7 separate regions of the Mus musculus genome follow, and regions 1, 2, 3, 5, 6 and 7 are each linked to region 4. A link is a contact called in public Hi-C and promoter capture Hi-C data. All regions are on one chromosome and are shown on one strand. Each heading gives the region's core, a stretch centred on a gene start, on an enhancer-like site or on the middle of the called end of the contact. The rest is flanking DNA. Distances are from core to core; before and after follow the strand shown. Region 1 overlaps Gdap2 (ganglioside-induced differentiation-associated-protein 2). Region 2 has its middle 12 kb from the start of Gm33309. Region 3 overlaps Slc22a15 (solute carrier family 22 (organic anion/cation transporter), member 15). Region 4 holds the start of Ttf2 (transcription termination factor, RNA polymerase II). Region 5 has its middle 26 kb from the start of Gm33309. Region 6 holds the start of Slc22a15 (solute carrier family 22 (organic anion/cation transporter), member 15). Region 7 holds the start of Mab21l3 (mab-21-like 3).

Region 1 (2,700 bases), core at 67-2,566, 780 kb after region 4:
TGGAAGGCAATGGAAATTTATGGTAATTTACCTTCTTTGTTCCCTAACTGTATAATGGTTTTTCAACCCAACCAATAAAGATAATGTGATGCTACAAATAAAATAGCAACCAAGAGGATAGAATAATCTTTTTATTTAGGAAATGTATCACCCAGAAAATCCTTATAGCAAGGGAAACATAATTTAATGAAAAATTTCTAGCAGCAAGTCAGTAGTCTATTAAATCTAAATTCTGTATATAAAATTGTGATACCTTGGGCAATAAATAACCACTACTGCTTTTTTCTTCTACCTTCTGGTATAGAAACATTAAAAGACACAGGGACAGTGAATGGGACTGACGACAGGCTCCAGTGCCATAAAGCCTATCATACGCAGTGCCTCTCCTCCCTTGTCAACCTTGTTACCAATGTATGGACTGCGTCTGCCCCTCATCCCCTGCCACAGGGAAAGCTTCTCTAGGTACAGGCTAAAGTCAGGATGGTTCCAGAGACAAAGACAGATGATCCGATCTTACGTGGGAAAGTCCACTTAAACCACAGAAAGAAATAGTAAAAAGATTCAGTCTTCAAGACTCATCAGCCTCAAATTCCCCCCAGCCCCATAAATGCATAAATGCCTGCTCTTTTCTGTCAGTGGACAGCCTGAGTTCCCTCTTGCTTCTCTCCTCTTCTTGTTCCAATGAAAACCTTTGCCTGTGAGTTTATGTCCAGTTTCTATTTCTATGTATAATCACAGGGGTAAGTTTCCTTGAACCTGCTACTAGTATCTCTCCCAACAGACTCACTGGCTACCGGATCAAGTTAAATAATGTCTATAAGTATACTCAGATATGTACTACATTAACACACCATAGCAACCAAGGCTGTACTTCCATTATTTATACACAAAGACTGGGTATGACACCAAACCTCTTTCAAAATGGTCAAAGTGAGAAGATTACAAATGAGTTTAGTTTACTACAAAACCCAGGGCTTCTAATAATTAAAGTCTCTAATGCCTATGATAAAAATCTTTGTCACATAAAATATCCTTTCAAAAATATTTACAAATGTCTGCTACTGCTTAGTATTAAAAATATAGAGGTAAAAACTATCTAAACAATTTCCAAAATGAACTAACTTGATGTCAACCACATCGTAGAGTTTCTTCAGGAAGTCGGAGTCCAGGTGATTGTAGTCGCTGGTCAGTGTGTGGAAATACACCAGCACATACTCCTTCACAGCAATGTGATCCATTACATGGATAAAATACAAGAGGGCCTGAGAGAAAGAACAAAGAACCTTTTCACAGGAGTTCACGCCACAGAGGTCAAGACAGGAAGCCCCTCCCCTAAGATTAATCTACAACTTCCTGGAGTTGTGTCGGAAAGAGCAGGTCGGTGAGAACAAGTTCTCTCAGAAAGTGAATCCCAGCATTTAGTGACTCTCAAAGGCTGTGGCACAGTCCTTTTCTGTGATGCTCTAAGAAAGAGGAAAATTAACCTTTGGCCTCTGAAATAAATCTTCAGATACCAGGAAGAGCTCTTGGATCAACTACCAGGTTTCTCCCATCTAGGACAATGATGTCAAAACATTTAGAATTAAGGTTTAGTACTTCTTTTCATTTTAATAAAATCTCTAATTCTTGAAGTTTCTGTTTGCATTCCATCAAGATCTCTACGTTGTTGATCAGACAGACTCAGGGCAAGCCACAGAGCACACGATGTGTGCAGCCACTCCTTCCATGCTCTCACAGAAGCTCATTTTCTTAGCACTTTTAATGCTTATCTGAATGAGCAAAGTGGCAGCCTTTGTGGGCGGCTGGTAACACAGTGGGTAATGCTTCTAGAACTCGAGGATGATCTAATATGACCCTGTTTGGTTAGGGATGTATTCTATTTTAAGAAATCTAAGAGAGACACTAAAAACGAAATGAGAAATATAACCCAAGCACTGGGCTGATGTGACCCAGGGTTTCGGCTGTAAACAACTGCAAAGGGGGAGCTAAGTTACACCAACTGAAGGGATTCATCAACCAGGCTGTTTTCCAATTCCTCCTCAGCACAGTCCTTGGCATTAACATGGATTAGAGACAAACTGCAGGCACAGTAGGCAGAGGACATTAAGAACAGTCGCTTTGTTAATGCTTAAACCTCACAATAAGTCTCATTTTTTAAAATACAAAACGACATATCATTTTATCTGGAATGCTACTCAGCAAAATCAAATGCAGGGTTATGTGTTCTTATTGGTGTAAGTCATACTGCTGATGGTAAGAGTGCACGTCACACAGACTATCAAGAACACAGAGAGCTACATGCAGAATCATACAGTTATAATTCTTACCAGATGAGTCTTTCCTCTTTGTGAATAAGTTTATCCCTAATATTCCCACTGTTCCTCTTATCAGACTAGCTCTTTGTTCTTTTTATCCATTTTTTTACTATTACACTTAAGCAAACTAGGACACTCCTTTTGGCTTCAAATTCTCTATCTTTAAGTTATTCTATTGTTATTTATAGGGCTGGTCAATAAGAAAAACCCGTGGAAGACAAATTCTCCTCAAAACAGGAAAACCCCCTTCTTAAGAAAAAGATTAATTGTATTTTTAATCATGTGTGTGTGTGTATGTGCATATCTGTGCACATATGAGTACACCATGTATATAGGAGCACACAAAGTGGCATCAAGAGTCCTCTATAACTCAGAGAGGTATACA
Region 2 (2,700 bases), core at 151-2,650, 780 kb before region 4:
TAGCCACTGTTGGACTAGCCAGCAAACCACTCTAATAAATCTCGTGTGTGTGTGATGCTAACCCACAATATGGCGAAAACATTAGAAAAAAATCTATACACACACACACACACACACACACACACACACACACAGGGCTCAGCCATTGAATTTCTAACACTGTTACTGCTTCTTTTTCCAAGTCCCATTACAAATGCACAAAGCTGTTCAGGGTGGAAACCACAATTAACTCTTCATTGAAAATGTTCCCTGTGCATTTGCTGCTGGAGGAGGTATAGATATTTGGGGTTTGGGGCAAGTAAAGCCCAGCTGCCTGAGAGCCCATTTTCCTGCTGAAAAGCCCTTTTCTCTGGGAATGCCTCCTCCAGCTCAGATTAACAGCACTGGAAAATCACAAACGTGAGCAGGAACCAAGGGCAAACCATTGTCACATGACTAGCCAGTCATGGGGCCAGAACCCAAGGCCTGAGGATACAGGGTTCTCCTTCTTTTGATTTCTGCAACATGTCAGGTGACCCTCCTCGAGGCAATCTCAGAGGGTCATAGTGCCTCTCCCAGAGCTCAGGCAACCATGAACTTGCCTGAAACTTTTCCTGCATTCATTTTATGGTCACACTCAACTCCCTCTTGCGTATCTCATTCTCACTGAGAACAAAACATCATCTCCCTTCATTGAATCTAAATGTCCTCATGTTCTGAATGTCGCCGGGCCCTTGCTAGACCTAGTGCACAGGGCTTGCTGCTCCCTTTGCTGTAGCTGTCCCTTGGGAGCCTGGAGTCTCTCTCTCTCTCTCTCTCTCTCTCTCTCTCTCTCTCTCTCTCTCTCTCTCTCTCTCTCTCTCTCCCTCTCCCTCCCTCCCTCCCTCCCCCCCCCTCTCTCTCAGTGGCCCCTCTAATCCTTCGGCTTTCCAGACTGACGGAGATCTATGATGTCTGGAAGCAGGCCTGAGCCGATAAATATTGATGATGATTATGGAGCTGAATCATGAGAAAAGTTGCCTTTAAGTGGGATTTAAATTCTTGTCTTGAGTCTGAGATGTGGAATAAATCATTGTAAGCACAGTGTTGAGTGGAATAGATGAGTATGTTCCCTCCCCTTCCCCACCCTTCATACAGGGGTCGCCCAAGTTCTCTCCCACTTGTCCCTGTTCCCCTCTGGGTGCATGGTGTTTGTGTGCATGGTGGTGACATGGTGGTGGCATGGTGGCACTTTGCCCAGCCTGTTTGAGGATACTTGCTTGTTTAGAGACACTCATTCTCCTTTTAGGAGAAGCAGGATGGTTAATCTTCATTGTCAACTTGACAGGATTTAGAATCACCATGGAAACACATCTCCAAGTCTATGAACATGCTCCCAGAAAGAGGTAACAGAGAGGATGGCACCATCCTGTGGGGGTGGGGTCCCTAAAAAGGGAAAGGGAACTGAGTAGCAGCACCCCACCTCTCTCTGTGTCTTGCCTGCAGATGCTGTGTGAGCAACTGCCTTCTTCTGCATGCCTTCCTCACCATGATGGGCTGTGACCCTTCAAACTGTGAACCCCAATAAGCCCTTCTCCCCTTACAGTGCTTTTTTTGGGTGATGATTGGTCTTAGTATCAAGAAAAGTAACATATACAAAGGTGGAAGGAGAGAAGGAAGAGGTGTGGGGTGGGGGTTACCCCAATGTGCCAGGCACTGCCTAGCTTGCAATGGAGTCATTTCTCTTATTCTTTCAAAGAACCGGGGACTTTTTATACCAGTGAGGAAGCTGAGGCTCACAGAGATGGGTAACCTCGCCAGAATACGAGGATCAGCAATCTGGTCCCTTCCACTCTATAGGAGTGATTCCTTCCTCTGCCCATGGCAGTAGAGCTGTCTTGTAACTGCCTTGCCCCATGTTCCCTAGCTCCACAAGGAACCACCTCAGCCTCTGGCATTCCTCTCAGCCTCGGTGTTCCACCGCTCCCCTACTCTTCTTTCCCAGCAGGAATAAGACAGACAGGATGGCAGCAGTGACTCACAACTAGAAGAATAAAGTCTTAAATGGGGACAACCTAAGCTGGTATGAGCGTGACACTCTGACAAAGGAAGAATGTCCCCTGAGTTTTTGAAGGGCGTTGCTACCCACTGCTGTTAGAAAAAGGCTGCGGCACAGTAGGTGGGTGGGGCAGGAAGGAGAGCAAGGGTGGAGACCTTGGCACTCTCTCGGTTAGATCAAGGAACAAAGGGGATTAGAGGCTTGTCTGTGGTTATCCTTGGCCTGTTGGCAATGTTGACCAAACCCTGTGCTTTTTGCTCTCTATTTGCCCACCAGGTGATCCAGGCCTTTACATGTGACAAACATTTCTCCATCACTGCATCCTGAGCCACCCACCCAGATCCTAAATGGATAACCTGTGATGTGCATGAGGAAGCCAAGCACACAGCTTTGTGAATCAGTTGCATTCTCTCCAGGGTGGGCTCTTTGTCCCCAGTGGACTCTGACTTCCACAAAGACATGTGTCAGCCTGGTTCATCTTGCTTCTCCCTCAGGGTCTCCCTACTTCATGGCATGACCTGTAGACGAGAGAAGACACTGCGATGAGCACACCACTTGGGTGTTGTCAAACCAACCAGATAATGCCACCACGAAATCAGTGACTCCTTTCTCCTCTCCTCACTTCTGTGCATCAGTCTTCTGACAAGCCAATTAAATCAAGACTGTGGGATGATACCCTAACC
Region 3 (2,700 bases), core at 91-2,590, 910 kb before region 4:
GTGTCCAGTCTGGAAAGACAACGGTTCAGTGGGTAAGGGTGCTTGCTTTGCAAGCTTGAAGACTTGAGGTCGAATTCTAGTACCCATGTAAACAACTGGATGTGGCCACATGCACCCGTGACCCAGGGAAAATTGCTGGCCACCAGACTAGTTCCAGGTTCAGTGAGAGACCATGCCTCAAAGGAATAAGGCAAAGAGCAGATAGATTAGAGGACCTGACATCCTCCTCTGGCCTCTAAGAACACAACATATAACCCCCCCCACACACACACACACACACACACACACGCACACACACACTATAATTTTTTTAAAGGCTTCCATTCTGCCACACCTTTGGGAAGCCCTCCTAAAACAGAATGATGAAGCAAAGTCCATGCAGTGCCTAAGTTTTAAAACTGTACGGACCCTAGTGGCCTAGCGCAGAGTGGCTCGACACCTTGTGGCTGTATTAGGAAATGCCCGTTGTTCTGTAACTAGAAGTTAACTGCCAGCAACTCTTGCTCTTTGAAGTTCTTGTAAAACAGGAAAGCTCCTCCCAACCCTCTAAAGCTGGTATGTTGGATGGTTTGAGTATTTGAAGCAATGAGCAGTCACAGGTGAAGAGATCTGTCACACTGTTTCGTGCTTCTGTGTAATCTTACAATACTGTGTCCTCCTGAGTAACATGCCATTATGTTACAAGCGCCTTTGAAACGTTTCCTTGATAAACATTTCTATCTCAGTGTTAGACTTCCAGAGCTTAAGAACCTAGTTGTTTAGGCATAGCGGAACGAGCCTATAATCGCAGCACTCTGGAAGGTCTTGAGTTCAGAGGTTTTCTGGGCTTTGTAGCAAGTTTGAGGCCAGCCTGTTCTACACAGTGAGATCAGAAAAATACAAAGCTAGGCTATACCCACTGCCGTATTGTCCATCAACAACATCTAGTGGGGATTCAGAGTTGAGCCTGGCCTAGGCTTTGTGAGGACCATGCATCCTCCAGTGTTGGAGATTTGCCATCCACTTACTGAAACTTATTTAAAAGGAAATGGAAGCTATTTACCTTTATTGAAACCAGTATTTGAAAAGCTCAGTTCCTACGGATAAAAATGAGCCCCCTTGTTCTCTCTCCTGTGTCACTGGGGAAGTCATGTTATCCTTGCGAAGGAAGTGACCCATGGTGAGGGAAGCCACCTACCAAGGGGATGTTTGTCTCCTTCCTCTGCACGCGCACCTGTATGAATATCCAGCCTTTAATGACGTGTCTTTCAGATTCATTCCTGAATCACCTCGTTGGTTATACTCCCAGGGTCGGCTGAGTGAGGCGGAAGAGGCTCTGTACTTCATTGCCAAGAGGAACCGCAAGCTCAAGTGTACATTCTCACTAACACACCCGGCCAACAGGAGCTACAGGGCAACTGGAAGCTTCCTGGATCTTTTCCGTTACCGGATCCTCCTAGGACATACCCTGATCCTGATGTTCATCTGGTAATTCTGAGAGATGTCATGGAATCTTCTATTTGAATGCTAAAGGTCTCTTGATTACCTGTTTATCAGGGTTACCTGCAGCCACAGGGCTGTAGACGGCTTACTCCAGTGTCAGTAAGAGGTTGCTTTATAAAAACCAAACCAAACCAAACCAAACCAAAACACCACGGCTTTTCACCTCGGTGCTTGCTGTGTGAACCCCTCTGCTCTCTTGGAAATGTTATTATCTCTGGCACTGATAGGTTTCCAGGGCTGAGCAAAACCAGCCATCAAGTCGGTAGATGAAGATGATGAAGGGTGAACACTCTGAGCCTGATTCTCACTTAGAGCATTCCAGCCTACCTCTCAGAATGCTTCTGGGTTAGTATAAGTGGCATCCAGAATTCTAGGTGGCTCCTTTTGAAGAGTGAAGTTTCAGAGAGACAATTACGTGGCTCCTGTCCCAGGGAATAAGTGGATGGTGAATGTCAAAGACCCAGGACTAGAGGTATGAAGGTTAAAGAGAACCCTTGAAAACCAAACCTGCAGTACAGTACCGATACTGCTGACTGGAGGTTCTTACTGCTTAGCAGCAAACACCTAGAGCACAGGAACTCAGAGATCTACCCAGCTGTGAGTTTGTTTGTCGCACACTCCATCAGCTGCTTTGGAGGAAGCTTCTACCTTAAAAGCTTATGTGTACGTGAGCATGCATGCAAGCGAGCATGCATGCCTATGTGTGTGTATATGTGCATGTATGTCTGTATGCGTGTATGTGTGTGTGTGTGTGTGTGTGATATAAGGAAGTGAAGGGCATTATACATATCAGGCCAAATGTCCTACTACTTTGTCTTTGAGCTATGTTATAGTCTGCCATGGACTGTTCCTTCATAGGCTAGGACACTTGGCCCACTTCTATGATTTTTGGTAGAGAGAGGAGTAAAGTATCCCCTTTGCCATGTGACTCCAGTGCAGCCACAACATACCAGGCTTTTCTAGGGAAAACAAAATAGAAGTAAATGAGCAACCTGTTTAGCAAGGCACTGGCCACTGTGAACTGCAACAGAGGATCGACCAGTGGAGCTGGAAAGCCCAGGTAATCTGTTGCTTGGGTAGGAACTCGTGGCTTACTAGCTATGTTCATACATCAGTAAAGGCCAGGCTCAGGGTTGTTAGGACCAGCTGTTCTGTGTTGTGATTTTGATAGAGCAGCTTGCTAATCGCCGATGTTCCTTTGAGTACTTCGTCTGATTT
Region 4 (2,700 bases), core at 142-2,641:
TTTGTATAAACTTTCACTGGAGAACTGGGGTGGGGCGTGCCACACTGCGTGCACTTGGAAATTCATCTCTCTCTCAAGCTCTCCGGGGTTTGCTGCTGACTCCATTCATCTTGACATTTATATACTATTTTATATTTATTTAAGCATTAGGTAGAGGCTAGTTCAGCTTCTTCCACTCAGTAAGCCCCTTGTGGTTAGAACAGTTGCTTTAAATGTATGCATTAAATGAACTTTATATTTCTCAAACACCTACTCCTCTTGGGACACCAAAAAAGCTATTTAGTAAGAACTGCTTAATTCATAAATGATACCTCGGGACTGTCTGGACTCTGAACTCCTAAAACATTTACAGCCTCCATATAGCCCAGACTTCTTAGACATTGCAGCTTTTCTGTCCTCATAGCAGTTGTGTGTGCCACTCCAAGACACATGATCTTCAACTGCTGAAATATGAAGTCATGGCTATTGCAGCCAAGCTCCGATAGTCATTCCTCACCTTCTGCTCACTGAAAGAATCCATTACAAGTTCTTTCCTTTCCTTTTCTTTCTTTTTTTTTTTCTTTTTGGTTTTTCGAGACAGGGTTTCTCTGTGTAGCCCTGGCTGTCCTGGAACTCACTTTGTAGACCAGACTGGCATTGAACTCAGAAATCTGCCTGCCTCTGCCTTCCAAGTGCTGGGATTAAAGGCGTGCGCCACCATGCGTCACTCTCGGTTTTTTAAAAGTACAAATGCAAAATAAGTTCAAAAGGTTTGACAATGCAAAACACACAATGTAAAATTAGTAAGCACGCAAGGTCTTGTATTGCCCTCAGGTTCTTCTCTCAGACCCAGGGCGTCCACACCAGGCGGTCCTTAGAACCTCACCAGGGGAAGGCAGCCTAAGACTCAAAGAGCGCGGAACCTGGAACTGAGATCTGTGCAGATGTTCAATCTTTGGTGACCCCGTGGACGCCCTGCACTCATTTAAAGGTTGCCCGGGGTCCTAAGGGAGTCTTTGTGCTTATTACAGACTATGCAGTAGATTCCCAAAGTTTTAAGGGATGCTCCCGCCTTTTGGCCGCCTCAAGTTGAAGTGTTCCCGCCCACAGTGGCTGCTTCCCGAGCAGGCAAGCGGCTCTGGCTCCCTCTGGGTCTAGTGGTTCCTCTGGAGTCTCCCAAGCTCAGCCTCGTCCACTTCTCTCCAAGTCCTGCTTTCCCCAAGCCAGGGAGCATGCCGGCGTCCTCACTGGAGCTCAGCCACGCCTCCTCACTCCAAGTTTGATTTCAGAGCGCGCCAAGCCTGAGGGAGACTGTAATTGGTTGAAAGTGAGAGACTCTCCCGCTTGATTGGTGGAGTGTTGTGGTGGGCGGGACGGGGCGGAGTCAAAGACGGAAACCCGGCGGGCCAGGGCTTCCTGGCTGCGGTATGGACCTGGTTAAGTGTCCGGAGCACGGTAAGGCCTCAGTCTCGGGATTTCCCTCCCGGGGACTGTGGGACTGGCTTGGAGTGGCCGATGCTGACCTTCTTGTTTCCTCAGGGGACGCCTGCTTCTTAAAGACCGGCGTCCGCGATGGCCCGAATAAGGGAAAGAGCTTCTACGTGTGCCGGACGAACACATGCGGCTTCGTGCAGGCCACCGAGTGAGTCTCCAGCCCGGCCCGGTTACACGGAGTGACCCAGCCTGGTCACTTCAGCTGCCTTGGGACGCGGACTCACCCACACTCCGATCCTTCTAGAGTCTGCTTCAAGTTTCTAGGCACCTGTCTGGCCTTACTTAGCCACTCCCCTTTGCCCCGGCATCCTTTCTGCTCCCTCTAAAAAGTGTAAACAAACAGTGGACATGGGAATTAATTTGCTAGTCTTGTACCAATTTTAGGTCGCCATTTAAATTTTACGTTTAAGGTTAAAACATGTTAATTAGACACAAGCTTTTCTCCTTCATCTAGTGGCATGACGTTAACAACCCAGAGAGAGCCAGAGTCTTTAGGGCAGTGTTTCTCAACCTGCGGGTCACGACCTTCAGGATCTAAGGACGCTTTCACAGGGGTTGCATTTCAGTTATCCTGCAAATCAGATATTTTTACATTGCGATTCAAAACGGCAAAAATTACAGTTATAAAGTAGCAATGGGAATGATTTTATGATTGGGGTCACCATAACTGTTGTAACGGGTATTAGGAAGGTTGAGAACCGCTGCTGTAGGGAGTTAGTGCTGAAAGAAACATCAGAGGTTGATGTGGATCGCAGGTTCTGCAGATGTGAAAGCTGAGACCTAGAAACCTCAAGCATCTTGTCTAAAGTGAGGAAAGTCAAGTGTGACAATCTTTTTTTTTTTTTTTTTTTTTCCCAGACAGGGTTTCTCTGTATAGCCCTGGCTGTCCTGGAACTCACTCTGTAGACCAGGCTGGCCTCGAACTCAGAAATCCGCCTGCCTCTGCCTCCCAAGTGCTGGGATTAAAGTCGTGCGCCACCACCGCCCGGCAAGTGTGACAATCTTAACATACCGGGTGTTGACATTCTCGAAGTGAAATTACACTGTGGTGTCATTTAACATTTCTCCCTGCTCTCTATTCAGCTGGACTTTGTAGAGCATGGTTATTTTTTTTTCAGTATCATAGCTATACTAATATACTAATGAATATTAGTAATATACTAATGAATAGTAGTACTGGAATAACTTGTATGATTTGTGTCTCCACTTTGTACCAGAATTTACTAT
Region 5 (2,700 bases), core at 116-2,615, 740 kb before region 4:
GGAGACCAGGACGTGACTCAAACTGCAGGAGGGGCCAGTCTTGCTGCCGGAAAAGAATGCAAACCTGGGCTCAGAGGCTTCCAGAACTCAGCCCCCAGGGGGGCTCCCCAGCCGCTCCTTGTCCCAGGGCCGTGGCCATGTGGGGATGCAGACTGGAGAGCCCCAGGCCTGAGTACAGAGCTGAGAACACAGGATAGGGACACTCTCTCAGCAAAGGAAAGAACCGGAAGTGGACGTGGTTGCTGAACACTCCGGTCCTAGTGGCCTAAGTCAGATTGGGGTGTTGTAGGGGAAAGATAAACTCCAATATACCCACAGCTAGAAGAGTGGCCATGCGACTCTAGGCTCCGCTGTCTCTGAATTCTCCCTTCGCTTGGCTCTTTTCTTTTGCCTCCCCATCTGCTTGACCCTACCCAAGCGCACAGCCCAGAGGGAGAAACCCCTTGCCTGCTGCCCAGCCCACCCACGCACGCAGGCACGGACGCACGCACGCACACACGCACGCAGGCACATGTACATGTGGATGCTTAGGGATGGACTCCAAGCACTTCCTTTGTGAATTGGGTTATAGTTGTCTGTTGAAGATGATCTTAGCTTTTGGAAGAAGTAAGCATGTAGATTTCTGTCTCAGGAAAACGATTGCCACGCCTCATCAACTGCCTCCTTCAGCTTGGAATCACAACCCTTTGGCTCTACTCTTTCAGATAGAAGAACTCTCAGCTCTAGTCCAGGGGCTCTAAACCTTCCTACTGCTGCAACCTTACAGTTGCTCGTGTTGCAGTGACCCCCAACCATAAAATCATTTTCATTGATTTTTTTTTTATAACTGTAATTTTGCTACTGTTACAAATCGCAACGTAAATATCTGATATTCATGATATCTGATACACAGCACCCCTCCCTGCCCCCACGGCTTCTCTAGTCACTCTTCCTAAGTGTCAATTACACCTTCTGCCCTACACTGCTCCCTAGAGTTACACTCTGGTCTTCTCCAAAGACGATTGTTCAGGAGAAGTCATTTCCAAGCAGGTACCCAGGTGTGGACCCCAGTCATGCTTTCTGGAGGGGACCGCTACGTTAGGAGAAAGGAAGACTTTCAAAGGGGCGGGGCGGCCGATCAGAGTAGAATAAAAACCCTTTCCTTTAAACGAAGGATTTTACCTTCTCAGAGAAAGGCTGTTAACCACGAAGAGGATTGGCTGCTCGGTTCCTCAGACCTCTTCCTGGGCCGCTCATTTCCTCTGGGTTCACCATTTTCCAACTCACCTCACCCCAAATGACCCTGCCACTGATCCCCCTGAAGGCAGGGCCTGGGCCGCCCTGTTCCTTCAGGCCCCAGAGCCTCTGCGGCCTAATTACCAGCCAGGAGGAGCCTGCATCCCCACCCAGCTGGAGGCCAGCTGCAGGAGAGAGGAGGATTGAGACATTTCCCTTTCTTCTGAGGCCTTGTTAGTTCTTCCTGCTGGTGATTAGCCAGTTATTTTTAGCTCCATCTAAGCACCCTGGTTAGTATTCAGGGCTGCTTTAGACAGGTCGGGGGTCACGCTCCTCCATGATAAGGCTTTGATTCCAATTGGTCCCCGCAGATGTGGATAAATTAACTGGAGGACCATCCTGTCACTCCCCAGGTGTTTTCTTCTCGTCCCCGACACCCCTCCCCAACACTGGCTTGGATCCAAAAAACCGTGAGGCCAGCCATAAAGGCTTACTGCAGGGATCTGGGCAAAGAGTAATTCAGAGGCCCTTTTGAGGCGTCCAGGCAGCTCCACGGAGGGAGGAAATCAAGGTTTGGATCTGGGCTGTGACTAGCTGATTCTGAGACACTAGGCAAGAGATTTACCTTCACTGAGCTGGAAATGGTGTGTCTGGGTCAACTGGCCCATTAATTCTTTCCAGTACCAAGGTGCTGTAGAATTTGTGAGTCTGAAACAGAAGCTAGACCTGAAAAACACGGCTCAGCTTCAGACCATCTTGAAACAGTTTCAGACCATCTTGAAATAGATGGGGCACCTTTTCCTCTTTTGCTTGAATCCCTGTTCGTCCCTCACCCCTCCTACCCCCACCCCAAACTATCCAGGAATGAAGCCCTGTATTTTCACCCTGTAGTCCTGCTGCTGCCTCCCACCTCCCACTTCTCTCCTGATCTTCCTGGGCCAGGGGGCAGAGGTAACCCCAATGCATGCTGGGAGATAGAGCCACCACAGTGCAATCTGCGTAATGTGGAGGAAGCCAGGGGCAGTGAGAAAGTCTAATTTTATCCCATTTAATCATGAAAGAGTGATGACTCTGAATTATGACTCTTTCTTTACTTCCATAAGCCAGCACAGTCCCTAGGCCACAAAGGGATGTATGGACTGTCATTTAGCCAAAGCTCACCTTTCTTAGGTTGCATCTAACTGACCAGCCATATTCCCAAATACTTCATGTCCTCTTGCCTTGACTTACAACATGAGCAGACTAGCAGCTGTCTGGTTGGGGTGTAGTATGCAAGCACGAATAGTGCTTTGCAATAGCATCACTATCTCCCCTCTTTAGACATTAATACTTAAGCTTATATGAAGGAACTTCCATGAGCCCACATTGCTATATATGAATCTGAGAACAGAACCATACAAACAGGTCTCAGAGGCCAATATTCAAGTTCTCAGCCATTTACTCTACAACTTCTGGTATAGTAGATATACCTTGATATATGTATGC
Region 6 (2,700 bases), core at 70-2,569, 950 kb before region 4:
GCTGCCTCTATGGCTGCTGCCACCACCACTGGCTTAAGCACTTCCAATTCATCTTTTGTGGCCACCACACTGGCTGCTTCCAACCCTGCCATAGTCAACATTGTATCATTTTATTACAATAATTAGGTAGATGACCACTAAAGGGCAGTTATAAACAGCAGACATAATTAATGGGAAATTGTGGAAGCACAACAAGAATGCTTGCAAGACAAGGGGACCTCCTGGTCATCCATTATACTCTGTATTATATTCAGGGGATGGTTCGTTTTAACGATCAAAACCTAGCCTCGGCTGGGAAGGAAGTTCCCATTCACTCAGTGAGGAGCAGTCTAGAGTAGGTTGGCCCTGGACATGCTTCTGAGGGAATTTGTTTAAAAACTGGGTTGTTAGAAAGCCCCCCCCCCCCATATGTGTGAGGCCATTTCATAGGTTGGGCCCTAGTCTGAACGAATGAGTGAGGGAACTAGCTGATCACTGGTGAGCGCATCCATCACATCACTGCCCTCTGTTCTTGTCTGTGGATGCCATGTTACTAGCTGCTTAAGTTCCTGGTGCCTCGACTTCCCAGCAATGATGGGCTCTGAGAGAAACTGTGAGCCAAATAAACTCCACCCCCCCCCCCGCCCCCAAGTTTCTTCTGTCATGCTATTATCACACCAACAGAAAGCAAAGGTAAACTTAGCGATAGTTTAGATTAGTAGTTCTCAACCTTCCTAATGCAGTGACTCTCTAACACAGTTCCTCGTGTTGTGGTGACCCCCTAACCATAAAAATAATTTTTTGTTATTGCATAACTGTAATCTTGCTACTGTTATGAATTGTAATGTAAATATCTGATATCTGACCCTTGTGAAAGGGTCTTTGGTCCTGACCCACATGTTGAGATATGCTGGTTTAGATACTTGCAATAGTTTAAAAACAAAACAGGATTAGGTGTGGGGCCACTAGTAATCTGTCCCCACACTTCTTCAGCCCTGTGCCAAACTCCATTGACAGACCTTGGCAACCATGACCCCCTGCCCTTGTCCCTTGTCCCTTGTCCGTGGGCCTAGTGGGCACTACTAAGTGGATGTCTCGAGGCGCGGAGCTTACATCTGACCCTGTGTACCTAAAGCAAGACAAAGGAGGAAGGGGACAGATGCCTCCCGGCCCTCTTCTCGGAAGGCTCTAGAGCTCTGAGCGCCCCCGCATTCCACCGCTTTGTGCGAAGGGGCGAACCCCGCGGGACACGGCGTGGAGCTGCCGGCCCCTCCCGTGAGTCGCCCTGGCCGCCCGCGCCGCACCCACTTCCTCTTTCCCTTCCGCGCGCCAGCCAACCGCTCGCCAAAAATTCCTGTCACTTCTGACAGGAAGCGGGGAGGCCGCGCCGGGGCGACCAGCATCGCATCTCCGCCGCGACCCCGGACCCGGTCGTCTGCAGGGTCCCGCCTGCGCCTGGGCCCCAGCCCCGCCCGGTTCTCCACCCCCGGCTCGGCCCAGTCCTCTGTCCCCGCCTCGGCCGCGGTCCGCCCGGTCCTCCTTCCCGGTCCCTGCCGCTCGGCCCTCCGTCCCCGCCCGGCTCAGTCCTCGGTCGCTCCGTCGCCCGATCTTCAGCCACCGCGCAGCCAGGTCCTCCGTCGCGGTGGCGGCCGGGTCCTCGGGCGCGAGCCCGCCATGGAGGTGGAGGAGGCGTTCCAGGCGGTGGGCGAGATGGGCCTCTATCAGATGTACTTGTGCTTCCTGCTGGCTGTGCTGCTGCAGGTGAGTCCCCGGCTCCCCGCGGCCCCCGGGGCGCTCTCAGCTCAGGCTGGCCCCAGGTGTGGCGCGAGAGCGCAGGGAGGGAGGGGGCGGGCGGGCGCCGCGCGGTGGCGGGCCAGCCACTGAGCTCTCCCAGGCTGTCACCCAGAGCCTGGCACTGACACTTCGCCACCAGAGCTAGTTGAAAGATGAAACCCATTACCCGGGATCAAAAGGATTCGGCACCCTAACCCCTTACAGAGTGAGACAGAGAAAGCATGGACAACCTGCCCACAAAAGATCAGGTCTAGCTAGTATGGCCTCCTTCAGCCCTCTCTGAGATTGAGGGAGGCTTCCTATTAAAGGGGCTTTCCATCCACGGGAATTTATTTCTCTCTAGTTAAAGTTCTACTGGGTTATTAAGCTCCGAGGCCAGCTTTGGTCTAGGGAAATGATACCATCCACACAGTGTGGTTCATTGTATTGAATTCTCAGAAACCAGCTGCACACCTCAACCTAAAACTCTTGATTTTAGGAGTCCTTGGGCTCTTTAAGAGGTTCATTCTTGTAGTCCTAGCACTATGGAAACTGAGGCAGGAGAAGGATGGCTCTTCTTCTAGGCAAATTCAAAGCCAGCCTGAGCAGCTCAGATTGTCCCTAGGAAGCAGGTCAGTCAGTGGTAAAGCCCTAGATGTGCAAGGCTCTGGGTTTGATCCCTACCACCAGGGCCAGAAAATGAAGCTAGCTCCCTGTCCCGGAGGCTTGCAATCCTGGGATGAAGTGGTCTGTGACACTGACACTGTGAGGCTGACAGCTGAGCTAAGTAAGTTAAGGTATTATTGCAAGGGAAGTACTGGCTGGCCGCGGTTATAACCAGAGCCCACAAGTTGCTTCAACGTTGTGTTGATGCTGCAGCAGGAAGAGAGGCAGTAAGGTAAAACTTAATCTACTGATTCTCTTTCCCCATTAAAATCTTCAGTTGAC
Region 7 (2,700 bases), core at 151-2,650, 870 kb before region 4:
ACTTTGGAAAGCAGACATTAAACATGTTATTGGTCCTCCAAATCTATTACATTTATCTATCTATTATTTCTATGTATGTGTGGATGCACACACGAGGCAGTTCACTCTTTCCTTCTACCATATGGGTCCTGGGAGGTGGGGAGAAATCGAACCCAGGTCCTCCGGCTCGGTGGCAGATGCTTATCTCTGCTGAGCCATCTCACCTGCCTGGTCCTTACAGATTGAATTGGGCTAAAGCTGGTTTCCATTTTTCAAACTGGCATGTTATAAAAAAAATGAGGATTTCTATTTCCTGAGGACGGAGGAAAGCCTGAGTTAACTAGGTCCCTCTTGGTGGCCTGGCACAGTGCTTCAGGCACACCCTTACCCAACAGACATTCGCTGACCTGTTGTCCCATTAACTAGAGATCTGTGTCTGCCGGTAAAGCCTGTTTTCCTCAGCCTGTCTGATAGGAGCTGCCAGAGCCTTCATCTGTGCCATAGCCCTGTGCTGTGGAACCTTACCAGTGCACTAGGAACCAGGCCATGCTACTCTAAGCTGTGTTCACACAACACACCAATCTTCAGATGTGGCTCTCCTGGGAATACATCTACAGGCAGCTGCCCTGAGTTCACAGTGCCTTTCCTTCTCTGGGTTCCTCCTATAGTTCAATTATTCAGAATTCCCTCTCCATACCTGGCAAGTATCTTTCCATCTTGGAGCAAGAGAAGTTTCCAGATACAACACTTGAATCTGTAGTACTGAGTGACTGAGACGGGACGGTGTTAGAGCAAGAATAGTGAAGGTGTGGGCATTTAATTCCAGAAACCCGGGGCAACTTTATTGTTATTGGGAAAGACCCTGCCGTAGGACAGGGACTATGCAGTAGTGATTCCAGCAAAAGCAGAAGTTAGGGTGAAAATAAAAGTATGTGTGTGGGGAAGGGAGTGAGTGTGGGGGTGGGGAGACTTCAGCAGAGTTGAAAGCAACATGGAAAGAGAATTCCCAAAGGCAGATTAGGGGGTAGAGCTTCTTGTTTCACTAGTGAAAAGCTGATGTGGTAGATTCGGAATGATGACTATAGTAACAGCAGTCAAGGGACAGAGATTCCCTTACCATTTCAGAGCATGTGCCGTAAAGAGAAGGGGATTTCCAGGACACGGAAAAGCAGGTGGAAAGTCAAGGCAGTCAGCGTGGAGGGGGATTCTGGGGACCTTTGTGGATCCTCAGTTTTTCAGGACTGGTATAAGACCTGGGATTGGCAGATGAAGCCTGGAGAAGGCCGCCCCAGCGCCTGGAGGAGGGAGGTGGGTGGGGTCTGATGTGGCTCTCCTTGGAGCTGTCTGGGAGGATATGCAAATTTGGGGCCGCGGGAGAGAGTGGAAGGGCTGGATTGGCTGCGGTTGAGCATTGAGGAGGCTGGCTTGGAGAGCTGCCTGTTTGAAAGCCTTGCTCAGACATGAACTGGACTGCCAGCTCTGTTGTCTGTCAGTCTTTCGGATCAAAGACGGTGATACTCACGAGCTTTAGGGAGATAAGGCTGCTGGGATATTTTCCCTCCTGGAGTAAAACTAGGCCCAACCAGTCAGACTGGGAACTTATTGTCGGTTTTCTAGGATGAGTTTTACTGGTAAAACTAGATGTGTCCTAGACTCTTAAGGGGCCTGTTTATACTGAGTATATTTTGAATGCCAACGTCCAAGTGGGAAATCACATTCTAAGGTCAGCAGGTGAGAGGCAGGACTCTCTGCCCTACTTTTCTCTGCGTGTATCTACCTGTTTGTATCTCTCTCTCTCTCTCTCTCTCTCTCTCTCTCTCTCTCTCTCTCTGTGTGTGTGTGTGTGTGTGTGTGTGTGTGTGAGAGAGAGAGAGAGGGGGGGGGGCAAGCTTGCCTCTGTATACACAAGTGTCTCTGTGAGTTCATGTATGTGTCTGTATTAGTGTGTGAGCGTGTGAGCTTACCTCTATATACACAAGTGTCTCTGTGAATGCATGTGGTGTGTGTGTGTGTGCCTGTGTCTGTGTGTGACTATGCGAGCATGTAAGCTTGCCTCTCTATACACAAGTGTCCCTGTGAGCTCAGGCTTTTCTAAATGTCACTCCTGGCCCTCATCTGATTGGCAAGCCTTGTGCCGGGCATGATGAAAAACCAGGCGGCTTGTTTGCAATTTCTTATTTGTTTATGGTAAGGAAGTAAATCAATTGCAGAATTTTCAGGAGTGGAGGGCCAAGGGATATTTACTGTCAACAAGGTAAGGACGGGGAGATGTAAGGTACTGGGCACCAAGGTGCACCTGGTGCCAGGACAACAGGATAAAGAAAAAAAAAAAAAAAACAGGATAAGTTCCAACTCGTTTTCATCACGTCTCCTTTTTAGTCTTTCTACAGTTCCCTGAAAGATGGCAGATGAATTCTTCCATGCTGGAAAGGAAAACTGCAGTGAGCAGGCAAGAAGAAGTCAAGTCTCTGGTCCACGTTCACAATTCCAGAGAAGTTTTATCCAGAGAGTAACGTTGCTGGGAAAGCTACCCACCAGATTTGTCCTCCATCGGGAAAGAAAGCAGAAGGTTGCTGCTATACTGGGGGTTGACCAAGAAGCCATGAAGTCTCTTCCAGAGGGAGACTTAGACCATTGCCTGCTGAGCAAGGTGAGCCAGGGCTGGCCTCTCCTGGGCACACCCTCTAACTCTCCATCCCATGGCCATTGATCAGAAGGAAT

The links. Promoter capture Hi-C pulls out the DNA fragments that hold promoters and counts their contacts. Hi-C and Micro-C count contacts between places; a contact is called where the count stands out from the background. Capture Hi-C pulls out chosen DNA fragments and counts their contacts.
Region 1: a contact with region 4 is called in a promoter capture Hi-C map of second pharyngeal arch cranial neural crest, with 4 times the contacts expected there. The contact joins the enhancer-like site here to the promoter of Ttf2 in region 4. A contact is called at or near these places in 6 of 39 promoter capture datasets (the C10 cell line, the HPC-7 cell line, HPC-7-derived erythroid cells and 3 more), 1 of 15 datasets of contacts at CTCF or cohesin (large pre-B cells), 4 of 484 Hi-C or Micro-C datasets (B cells, cortical neurons, microglia and 1 more) and 2 of 115 datasets of contacts at active chromatin or transcription factors (embryonic stem cells and large pre-B cells).
Region 2: a Hi-C map of cortical neurons shows a contact between it and region 4. The contact joins the enhancer-like site here to the promoter of Ttf2 in region 4. A contact is called at or near these places in 1 of 39 promoter capture datasets (stem cell-derived epiblast-like cells) and 1 of 484 Hi-C or Micro-C datasets (cortical neurons).
Region 3: a contact with region 4 is called in a promoter capture Hi-C map of liver, with 2.4 times the contacts expected there. The contact joins the enhancer-like site here to the promoter of Ttf2 in region 4. A contact is called at or near these places in 5 of 39 promoter capture datasets (the C10 cell line, hippocampal neurons, liver and 1 more), 4 of 115 datasets of contacts at active chromatin or transcription factors (bone marrow-derived macrophages, differentiating embryonic stem cells, double positive thymocytes and 1 more) and 2 of 9 other capture datasets (adipose tissue and liver).
Region 5: a contact with region 4 is called in a promoter capture Hi-C map of embryonic stem cells, with 11 times the contacts expected there. The contact joins the enhancer-like site here to the promoter of Ttf2 in region 4. A contact is called at or near these places in 4 of 39 promoter capture datasets (cranial neural crest, embryonic stem cells, hippocampal neurons and 1 more), 3 of 115 datasets of contacts at active chromatin or transcription factors (large pre-B cells, memory CD8 T cells and pancreatic cancer cells) and 2 of 9 other capture datasets (adipose tissue and embryonic stem cells).
Region 6: a contact with region 4 is called in a promoter capture Hi-C map of adipose tissue, with 2.8 times the contacts expected there. The contact joins the promoter of Slc22a15 here to the promoter of Ttf2 in region 4. A contact is called at or near these places in 3 of 39 promoter capture datasets (the C10 cell line, liver and pre-B cells), 1 of 484 Hi-C or Micro-C datasets (natural killer cells), 1 of 115 datasets of contacts at active chromatin or transcription factors (pancreatic cancer cells) and 1 of 9 other capture datasets (adipose tissue).
Region 7: a contact with region 4 is called in a promoter capture Hi-C map of hippocampal neurons, with 11 times the contacts expected there. The contact joins the promoter of Mab21l3 here to the promoter of Ttf2 in region 4. A contact is called at or near these places in 19 of 39 promoter capture datasets (the 3T3-L1 cell line, 3T3-L1-derived adipocytes, the HPC-7 cell line and 12 more), 1 of 15 datasets of contacts at CTCF or cohesin (embryonic stem cells), 4 of 484 Hi-C or Micro-C datasets (bone marrow-derived dendritic cells, cerebellum, frontal cortex and 1 more), 10 of 115 datasets of contacts at active chromatin or transcription factors (bone marrow-derived macrophages, embryonic basal ganglia, embryonic forebrain and 6 more) and 2 of 9 other capture datasets (embryonic stem cells and liver).

What each region holds. Positions count from the first base shown.
Region 1 is chr3:100,193,052-100,195,751 of GRCm38.p6, reverse strand. Gdap2 (ganglioside-induced differentiation-associated-protein 2) reads right to left here. Exons shown (of 14, transcript NM_010269.3): 11 at 1,123-1,262. Among named protein-coding and RNA genes, the nearest start is that of Gdap2, 32 kb to the right of the region's middle. Within about 2 kb of position 1,316, at least 16 of the 459 cell types and tissues checked have an H3K27ac peak or open chromatin away from gene starts, as enhancers often do. A contact at or near this core is called in second pharyngeal arch cranial neural crest, where this site is marked.
Region 2 is chr3:101,747,836-101,750,535 of GRCm38.p6, reverse strand. No RefSeq gene overlaps it. Among named protein-coding and RNA genes, the nearest start is that of Gm33309, 12 kb to the right of the region's middle. Within about 2 kb of position 1,400, at least 30 of the 459 cell types and tissues checked have an H3K27ac peak or open chromatin away from gene starts, as enhancers often do. A contact at or near this core is called in cortical neurons, where this site is marked.
Region 3 is chr3:101,878,776-101,881,475 of GRCm38.p6, reverse strand. Slc22a15 (solute carrier family 22 (organic anion/cation transporter), member 15) reads left to right here. Exons shown (of 12, transcript NM_001039371.2): 6 at 1,252-1,467. Among named protein-coding and RNA genes, the nearest start is that of Mab21l3, 44 kb to the right of the region's middle. Within about 2 kb of position 1,340, at least 5 of the 459 cell types and tissues checked have an H3K27ac peak or open chromatin away from gene starts, as enhancers often do. A contact at or near this core is called in double positive thymocytes, where this site is marked.
Region 4 is chr3:100,968,354-100,971,053 of GRCm38.p6, reverse strand. It overlaps Ttf2 (transcription termination factor, RNA polymerase II), which reads left to right and starts at 1,391. Exons shown (of 23, transcript NM_001013026.2): 1 at 1,391-1,434; 2 at 1,519-1,621. The coding sequence starts at 1,407.
Region 5 is chr3:101,710,681-101,713,380 of GRCm38.p6, reverse strand. No RefSeq gene overlaps it. Among named protein-coding and RNA genes, the nearest start is that of Gm33309, 26 kb to the left of the region's middle. Within about 2 kb of position 1,365, at least 128 of the 459 cell types and tissues checked have an H3K27ac peak or open chromatin away from gene starts, as enhancers often do. A contact at or near this core is called in adipose tissue, embryonic stem cells and memory CD8 T cells, where this site is marked.
Region 6 is chr3:101,923,072-101,925,771 of GRCm38.p6, reverse strand. Slc22a15 (solute carrier family 22 (organic anion/cation transporter), member 15) reads left to right here and starts at 1,319. Exons shown (of 12, transcript NM_001039371.2): 1 at 1,319-1,740. The coding sequence starts at 1,654.
Region 7 is chr3:101,834,923-101,837,622 of GRCm38.p6, reverse strand. Mab21l3 (mab-21-like 3) reads left to right here and starts at 1,400. Exons shown (of 7, transcript NM_172295.4): 1 at 1,400-1,702; 2 at 2,359-2,629. The coding sequence starts at 2,381. Gm33381 (a long non-coding RNA gene) reads right to left here. Exons shown (of 3, transcript XR_003954538.1): 3 at 2,204-2,700.